2 separate regions of the Mus musculus genome follow, and region 2 is linked to region 1. A link is a contact called in public HiChIP or PLAC-seq data. All regions are on one chromosome and are shown on one strand. Each heading gives the region's core, a stretch centred on a gene start, on an enhancer-like site or on the middle of the called end of the contact. The rest is flanking DNA. Distances are from core to core; before and after follow the strand shown.

What was found. HiChIP or PLAC-seq counts read pairs in DNA pulled down with a chosen protein or histone mark.
Region 2: an H3K27ac HiChIP or PLAC-seq map of microglia shows a contact between it and region 1, with 7 times the contacts expected there. The contact joins two enhancer-like sites. A contact is called at or near these places in 1 of 484 Hi-C or Micro-C datasets (CD4 T cells) and 2 of 115 datasets of contacts at active chromatin or transcription factors (embryonic stem cells and microglia).

The regions. Positions count from the first base shown.
Region 1 is chr11:107,101,086-107,104,764 of GRCm38.p6, forward strand. The region is part of intron 2 of Bptf (bromodomain PHD finger transcription factor); the gene reads right to left. Among named protein-coding and RNA genes, the nearest start is that of Bptf, 29 kb to the right of the region's middle. Within about 2 kb of position 1,611, at least 146 of the 459 cell types and tissues checked have an H3K27ac peak or open chromatin away from gene starts, as enhancers often do.
Region 2 is chr11:107,448,758-107,452,960 of GRCm38.p6, forward strand. The region is part of intron 1 of Pitpnc1 (phosphatidylinositol transfer protein, cytoplasmic 1); the gene reads right to left. Among named protein-coding and RNA genes, the nearest start is that of Pitpnc1, 20 kb to the right of the region's middle. Within about 2 kb of position 2,629, at least 112 of the 459 cell types and tissues checked have an H3K27ac peak or open chromatin away from gene starts, as enhancers often do.

The DNA.
Region 1 (3,679 bases), core at 361-2,860:
TTGGCAAGGATAACCAACTTTGCTTTGCCTGTCTGATCATCCTCAGAGTACGTTTGTCCCAGAGCATAACTTTCCATTTTTCATAACAAGTCCAGAACTGATCAACTCCAGAGGCCTCTTCATCTTCTTTGCAGCCACCATCTTCCTGTCTTAATGCAGGACAGCGTCCAACAAAGAGCAGCTGTCAAGATGACCAGGAGCAAGTCTACTGAGTTCTTATGATTGGTATGACAATGATCTTATTAATCTAATTTCCAAAGGTAACGACGTCAGCCTTCTCAGCTCTTAAACACAATGCCGTGTGAAACAGACAGTTTCAAGTGCTCAGTGAGTTCTAAGTGCCTGAGAGTTATACATAATTCCACCTATCCCGTGACCTGGCTGGCCTTGAATTCCCTGTTTCACTTCCCACGGACCCTCTTCTGGCCTCCGTGGCACTGCACTCCTGTGTACATACCCATACACAGATACACACACAAACACACACATGCACACGAAAGGGAGGAGGCAATTCAATGACCTAGACAGGAAAGACACTTGTCCGGAGACATGATGCCTGAGTGTGATGCTCTGAAGCCACATGGTGGGTAACTCCCAAGGTGGCTTCTGCACACACACACACACACACATGCACACACACACACACACACACATGCACACACATACACAGACAAACTCAGAAACAAAATAAATAAATGTACATTTTAAAAGAATTAAAGTGTTGGGGGAGAAAGCACACTTGGTAAGTGTAAGAATTCACTATGTGTTGGCGGAACACCATCCAAGAACTAAACTCCAAGAAAATGAAAGGAGTCTTGTGACCTCATTTTCTCCTTGGAATGTGCTGCTGTGTCCCTTGCCGGTGTGGCAGACCCGGGTGAGTTGTTACTTGTTTATTTCCTCTGTGGAAGAGCATGTTTCTGCCATGTGCACACAGCCCACCATGCAAGGCTTACCCTTGTAATTGGACACTTTACTCATGTGACCCTTAAACCTCGGAGTACAAATTGTCTAATGCTCTGGATAAAGCGGGCTTTGTAGTCTGTGTCAATTTTAGACTCCATGCATCCAGGTTCACACTGCTAGCTAGTGGTAAACAATTATGAAATATGATATTACAATAAAATAAGATAGTACAATAGGAACAAATTCAACTAGATGGACAGTCTGTTGATTTCTTAGGGTTTTTTTTATTATTATTATTTATAGCTGCATCCCTGGAACTTGAGTGACAGGAGCACCTAGAAGGGTGCTCAGAACCAAACCTGGGCCCTCTTTAGCTGTCAGCAAGCTCTAAACCAATGTGCCATCTCTCCAGCTCCACATTCTCTCAGCTTCCTCAAGCAACGGACAAACTACTGACCGTGTCCCTAACAGCTACAGGATATGTGGATCTATTCTGATCTCTGAGGACTTTCTCCTCCACAACAAACTCACTGCTTCAGGCAGAAGTCCATTCTGCGCTCAGTTGCTTTAGTAAGTTTTTACTAGAAATGAAATTACTCAAACCTGTAGTAATTGCATCAATTCACTCTGATTCTGTCTGCTGGCAGGATGTGGGCTATCTGCAACACCTCCTCCGTGCACGCCCTCCAATCTGCTCACAGCAGCCATACTTCTCAGTTCTCCTCTCAGGCACATTCAAATGCTCACACACTCGTACCACCTCTCACCGATTGCTCTGCACTCCTCACTTCCTGTTGACACCTTTCTAAAAATGGGGTGGCAGCTACCTCTCATTCTGCTCATCAAAAATACATACTATTCACACTGACAGCTTTTTTTCTGGAAGTAGAATAAACTCAATACCAACACAGTAGCAAAATTATAAGCACACTGGCTGGGGCTGTCAGAACAAGTCACCTCTCACACTGATGTTCCAGGGTTGCGACAGTTCATCTAAGCAAATCCTCTGCCCAACTGCAAGAGTGGCAGCTTCCTCTCTGCTGCATGCATACACGCTGACCACGACGGCTCTGGGGCGCGAGGAAGCTTTGGTTCTCCAGGCTCACTGGAACTGGCCCAGCTGCCCCAAGAGTGCCCACTGCCAAGTGTCCCTACCACTTCACAGGGTGACAGGAGAAGGCTGAGTGGGAAGAAAAAATTCTTGCCTAAGTACACCTATGAGAAATATACATTCCGGGTGTATGCTTTTACAGTTTGGCTTTTACTAGACTCCATATTAAGGGGGACTGACTTTGGAAGCTCAATAATAAGTTTGAAAGTGACTCACAGGAAGTTTGAAGTGTCAACAAATTCACAGAAGAGTAATTAGTAATGGGCTGAACACCTGCCCCCAAATCCAGGTCCACCTAAGCCTTGTTTGGAAGAAGTATTTAAGTGCAGCTTTTGAAATGAGATCATCCAGACTCCAATGACCTCACAAGAGGAAAGGAGGAGGAGCAGAAAACATACTAACTCGTTGGCCAGGCCTGTGCAAGAGCTACAGAGGACAAGGCAGTCTCCAAGAGCCTTCAGGAGGAGCCTGGCCATTCAATAAAGTCCTATCTGTAGTGTTCTGTCAAAGCAGCCCCAGCAGGTGCCCACATCTCAGTATCAAGAAGTAGGGTGCTGCTGTAAACAACAGAGATGGAAGAGGTTTAAGAATAATATTGGGAAACTGATAGAAAAGGCCGGGACTGCCTTGAAGCAAAGGAGATCTGCCGAGGAGAAAGGACTGTCTCTTCCAAAGCCTTGCTGACACCCTAAGATCTGACTTCACTCCTGCTAGAGTTGTGTCATGGTGGCCCTCCTCTAACAGCACTAACATTGTAACCAGTGCTTGGCTAGCATCCATCCCCAGAGCCCTAGGGTCTGTCTTCAGCACCACAGCTGTGGTGATTGTCACTACAGATGGGGCAGATTTCTCAAGCACTTCCTGAGGGGGAGCTCAGGGGCAAAGAGGCTTCTGAGAAGGCAAGGCCTGAAACACAGCACACATAAGCAGACACCTGGAGGACAAGCGGCTTTAGGTGGTGAGAAGAAGGGCACTGAATGGGCAAAGTTAAGGACCTGAGCTACATTTTAGTGCTTACTAAGTAAAGGCAATGACGGAAATCATCTATGAATTGCTAAGACTAGAATTAAAATATGGGTCCTCTGAGATTCAACATTTTAAATTTCTAGGCTCCCAGTGAAAAACGTACCATACCTCTACTTACAGTAGGTTGACCGAAGTTGACATCACTCTGAAACCTTCCCCAGCTTGTATACATACTCTACTACAAGGGACACTTAACCTGAAAGCATTTTAATCTAACTTTTATAAATGATGCAAAGATCTTTTAGATTTACTTCTAATTATTCACATAGACACTTGTATCATAGCACTATAATGTTTGAAGATTCCTCACTAATGTTATACAAAAAATACTCAAAACATCAGAGCATTAGAAACTTACTGCTTGTCAGGTCAGTGGTGCTGGGACCTTAACCACAGCACTTGGAAGGCAGAGTCAGGCCAATCTCTGTGAGCTCCAGGGCAACCTGGTCTACCTAGGAATACCTTGTTTCAAAACTACAAAACAAGAGCTAAAAAGACAACTCAGTGAGTTAAGAGCACTGGCTGCTCTCACAGAGGACCAGGGTTCCATCCCCAGCACCCACACGGAAGATCACAACCGTCTCTAACTCTAGTACCAGGGGATCTAGCCTATTCTGGCACCAGGAACACATTTGG
Region 2 (4,203 bases), core at 1,379-3,878, 350 kb after region 1:
TCCCAGCATCCCTCAGCTCTGACCTGTTACAGGACATGGCTGGCATACCCCTCTCTCAGGTCTTCCCTAAATAATCCAGACATTTTGGTCTCTCTCTGCCTCTCTCTTCTCCCTCTGTACCCATCCTCTCTCTTCTCCTATCTCCCTTTGCACCGCAATTTCACTGACTCCCCCCCCCCCACTCCTGTGTAGCTGGTGAACTCCCATGAGAGCTGCCCCCAATAAAACTGCTGCCGTTTTACTTTAATTTGACTTGAACTGGCTCATTTCATCTGCGGAGATAACTTCTTGCCTAGTACAGCCTAGTACAACTTAGCTGAAAGTCCCAGCTAAGGAGAGCTTAGCTGGCTCAGGGTGTTCAGTGGAAGAAGACAACAAGAACAGAAGAAACCAAACTTAGGAATGATGAGTCTCTTCTGGGGTGATTCTTTCTGTGGGAGGAGGCAATTAGCAGGACTCTTAGTGTCAGCATTGCAAGGTGTGGCTGATTAGCCATCCAAAAAGCGCCAACAAAAGCAGAAAGCAAGAGACTACCCTGCTGGGGATGAGCCGCACCCACAGGCGTGTCGGGTGTCTCAGGCAGGGCTTCCAGTCTGTAGCTGGGGTGGACAGGTCCTATCCCTACCCCGATCCCAAGAAACACCCAGGGCGGATCTGAGCCTAGCTTGGAGCAACAAAGCTCCTGCCCCAAAGCTGCAGTTGATGAGCCCAGAAACGCACCCCCTCCACTCCGCCCCGCCCTGCTGTATCTTTTTACTTTGTACTCAGTTTAAAAGGAAAGGCCTAGAAGGCCCTTGGGGTAAGCTCTTCCTCTGCCCGCGTCTCCAGCGGAGACTGTAGGCCAGGACAACCCTGAGGAGAAAGCCACTCTACAGATGAAAAATAGATGAATATGTGAAGCATATTCACCGATTTGGCTGCTTTTGATCTCAGAACCTGTGAGGACCTCTTATCTTTAAAAAATAAAATGGCTGGGTCAGAGAGATGACTCGGCAGTCAAGAACACTTGCTTGCAGCTCTTGCAGGGAAGCTAGGTTCAGTTCCCAGCACCTGCTTACAGATGTCTGTAACTCCGGTTCGTGAGCTAGCAACATCTCCACTGAATTGAATGCCAGCCTGGGCTATAGAGAGAGTTCAGGGTTAACCCCGTGCAACATATAGAGATCCTGTCTCATATGCCCACCAAAAAAATAAAATAAAAACTAAACTAAATTAAATGAATAAAAATAAACACTGATTCTGACAGACAGAATCAACACTAAGATGGAGAGATGGGGACAGGGGGAGAAAAGAGGAGGGAGGGGAGAGACACAAACTCCAGAGGGAGTGTGAGAAAGAGGCCGAACCACTGTAAGTAATGGCTAATTTTAAATACACTCACCCATCTCAGAAGTGCTTTTCTTGAGGAGCCAAAGGGGGATTACTCCATTTAGACAACTAATAGCCTAATTATTATTTTTTTAAACACAAAAAGCAACCAGCAAGCTCTTTTTCAGCCAGATCTTGGCAAGAAAACACATCTCCGTACAACCATATCTACAGACCGTAAGTCATCCTGTCCAAAACCGTAATGACACTGGGCTATGTCCAAATTTCCGTCACACACAATCCAAAAGATGTGAACAATTGAATCGTGACTCTGTGCACTTTTCATTTGGACACTGTGCCTTTATAAGAGAGGGAAAACAACCTAACCAAAAATAATAGGCTTTCAAGCCAGGTGTGGTAGGTCACACCTGTAATCGAGCACTCAGGAGCTCTGAGACTGGAGGACTGCAGGAAGCGTGAGGCCAGCCTAGGTGACAAAGTTCTAGACCAAGGTGGGCTACAGAGCAAGAAACAAAACCAAACCAAACAAAAACAAACAAACAAACAAAAATCCACAGGTGGGTGGTAGAAGCAGCTCAGCAGTTAAGAGCACTTGTGATTCTTACAGAGGACCCAGGTTCAATGTCTAGGACCCAGATGGAGGCCCACGAACCGTCTGTAACTTCATTGCCAGCTGATCCAATGCCCTCTTCTGACCTCCATAGGTAGCAGCCACCAAAGTGGTGCACAAACACATATGCAGGCAAAATACTTGTAGCCATAAAACAAAAATAAACTTTAAAATAATAATCATTAAGGAAAAAAAAAAAAACCTGCCGGACATGGTGGTACACACCTTTAATCCCAGCACTTGGGAGGCAGAGGCAGGCGGATTTCTGAGTTCGAGGCCAGCCTGGTCTACAGAGTGAGTTCTAGGACAGCCAGGGCAATACAGAGAAACCCTGTCTCGAAAAACAAAACAAAAACAAAAACCAAAAGTTCAGTGGGGGGAATAAAAAAAGATTTGCCCCCATCTTCAATAGACTGGGGCTAAGTCTCCAGCGTACAAGGTGTAACTCATGCCCCAGTAACCAAAAGCAACTCAAGTTGCCAAGCTTTCTGCCCGTGGGAGGGTTAGATAACCACTTCCTTATCTCTCACCCATGTCATTAAGCTAAAGGGCTATTTTCGAAGCGTGCTTTGAGTACTGAGAAAACCACACTCAGCAAACGGGGATCGTGAAAGAAGGTGGTGTGTATGTATGTGGTCATTTCAGAACAGGGCAAACTCAGCAAAACCTTCCTGTGAAAGAGAACCACTGACCCCAGCGAATCACACATTCCAGGAGACACGCGCCCAGTGGGGGCTGGCTCAAGCACAAGGTTCTCTCATCTGGCAACTGCAGTCTTCAGAAAAACCAGCGGTCCAAGCAATAGAACAACAGTGGCCACCAGATGGACGAAAGGACAACTCCATGTGTGTGACCCATACATATCACCTGTAGTCCTGGCTACTTGGGAGGCTAGGGAGGACAGCTCATAAGCCCTGGAGCTCAAGAGCAGCCAGAACACACGCTGGTGCACACCTTTAATCCCAGGAGGCAGGGACGGGCAGATCTCAGTGAGTTTGAGGTCAGCAGGGTCTACACGGCAAATTCCAGACCAGCCAAGGTCCGCACAGACAAAACCAGCCCAAAAAACAAAGTTAGGCTCTGTGTCACAAAAATAAAGACGGGGAGGAGGCGGAAGAGGGTTGGCAAGATGGCTGGGCTGCTTGGTGAGTAAGGGCGCCTACCCCCAAGCTCAGCAACCTAAATCCAATCCTGGGGACCCACAAGCTGCAAGAGGAGAACCAGGTCCTGCAAGTTGTCCTCTGATCCTCAAACATATACATACAATAAAGTAACTACAGTAAGATGTAATGAAAATTGTAATATCTAATGAGGGGCTCCGGGTGTGGCTCAGTGGTGGGTACAAGTCGCTGGATTCAATCCTCAGTACCGACAAAATAGATGATGCTGATGCCGATGCAGAAGATGGTGATGGAGAAGATAGTAAAGCTGGGAAACGGAAACACCCCGTTTTCTCCATGGAGTGTCACTGGGTATGTCCCCCACACTCCAGGGCAGGCCCCACCGCCCAGGACTAGTTGGCTGACACAAAACAGACTCCACTTTTTTTTTTGTAGTGGTTTATCTTACTGGGTTTTTTTTTTTAATTGTTGCTGGTGTTGGTTTTGATTTTCTCTTTCGTTTTCTCCTGTTTTTTTGTTTTGAAAGAGCTAAAGGGAGAGGAAACTTGAAGTTGGGTGGGTGGGGAGGTGAGGAGGAGCCAGGAGGAACTGGGGGAGGGAAAGGAGCATGATCAAGATACCGTTTGAAGATATCAAATAAAATAAAAGCCTAGCGAGCGAGCTTCGATGGTTGGAGAGTGAACCAAGAGCCCGATCTGTAGACATCCTTAAGAATGACAAGAAGGAAAATGTTACAATGTTCATGTATTAATAAGCCATTATACTGACTTGAATTACTTTTTTTCTCCTGGGTTAAACATTTATAAAATTCTAAGAAAATAAGGTAACATTTTAACCGTACTTCCTCACTGAGAAAAGGAGTCCAATTAAAGTCTGTTTCTACCTTGTACAGGAGTAAAAGCACTATCTCTAATCAAATATTCTGCCCGCCACTTTAGCAGTAACAATGCGTCAAAAATTCATGGGATTTTTTTTTGTCTTAGTTAAGTGTTTTAAAGCCAATACACTTTTTTTTCCCTGTGTGAGGATAATATAGCAGTTTCTCTGAATTGAGACAGTAGCGATTTGGCAAAGGTCACTAACTGGGGGGCTGGAGAGATGGCTCCACAGTCAAGAACACATACTTCTCTTCCCATGGAGCCA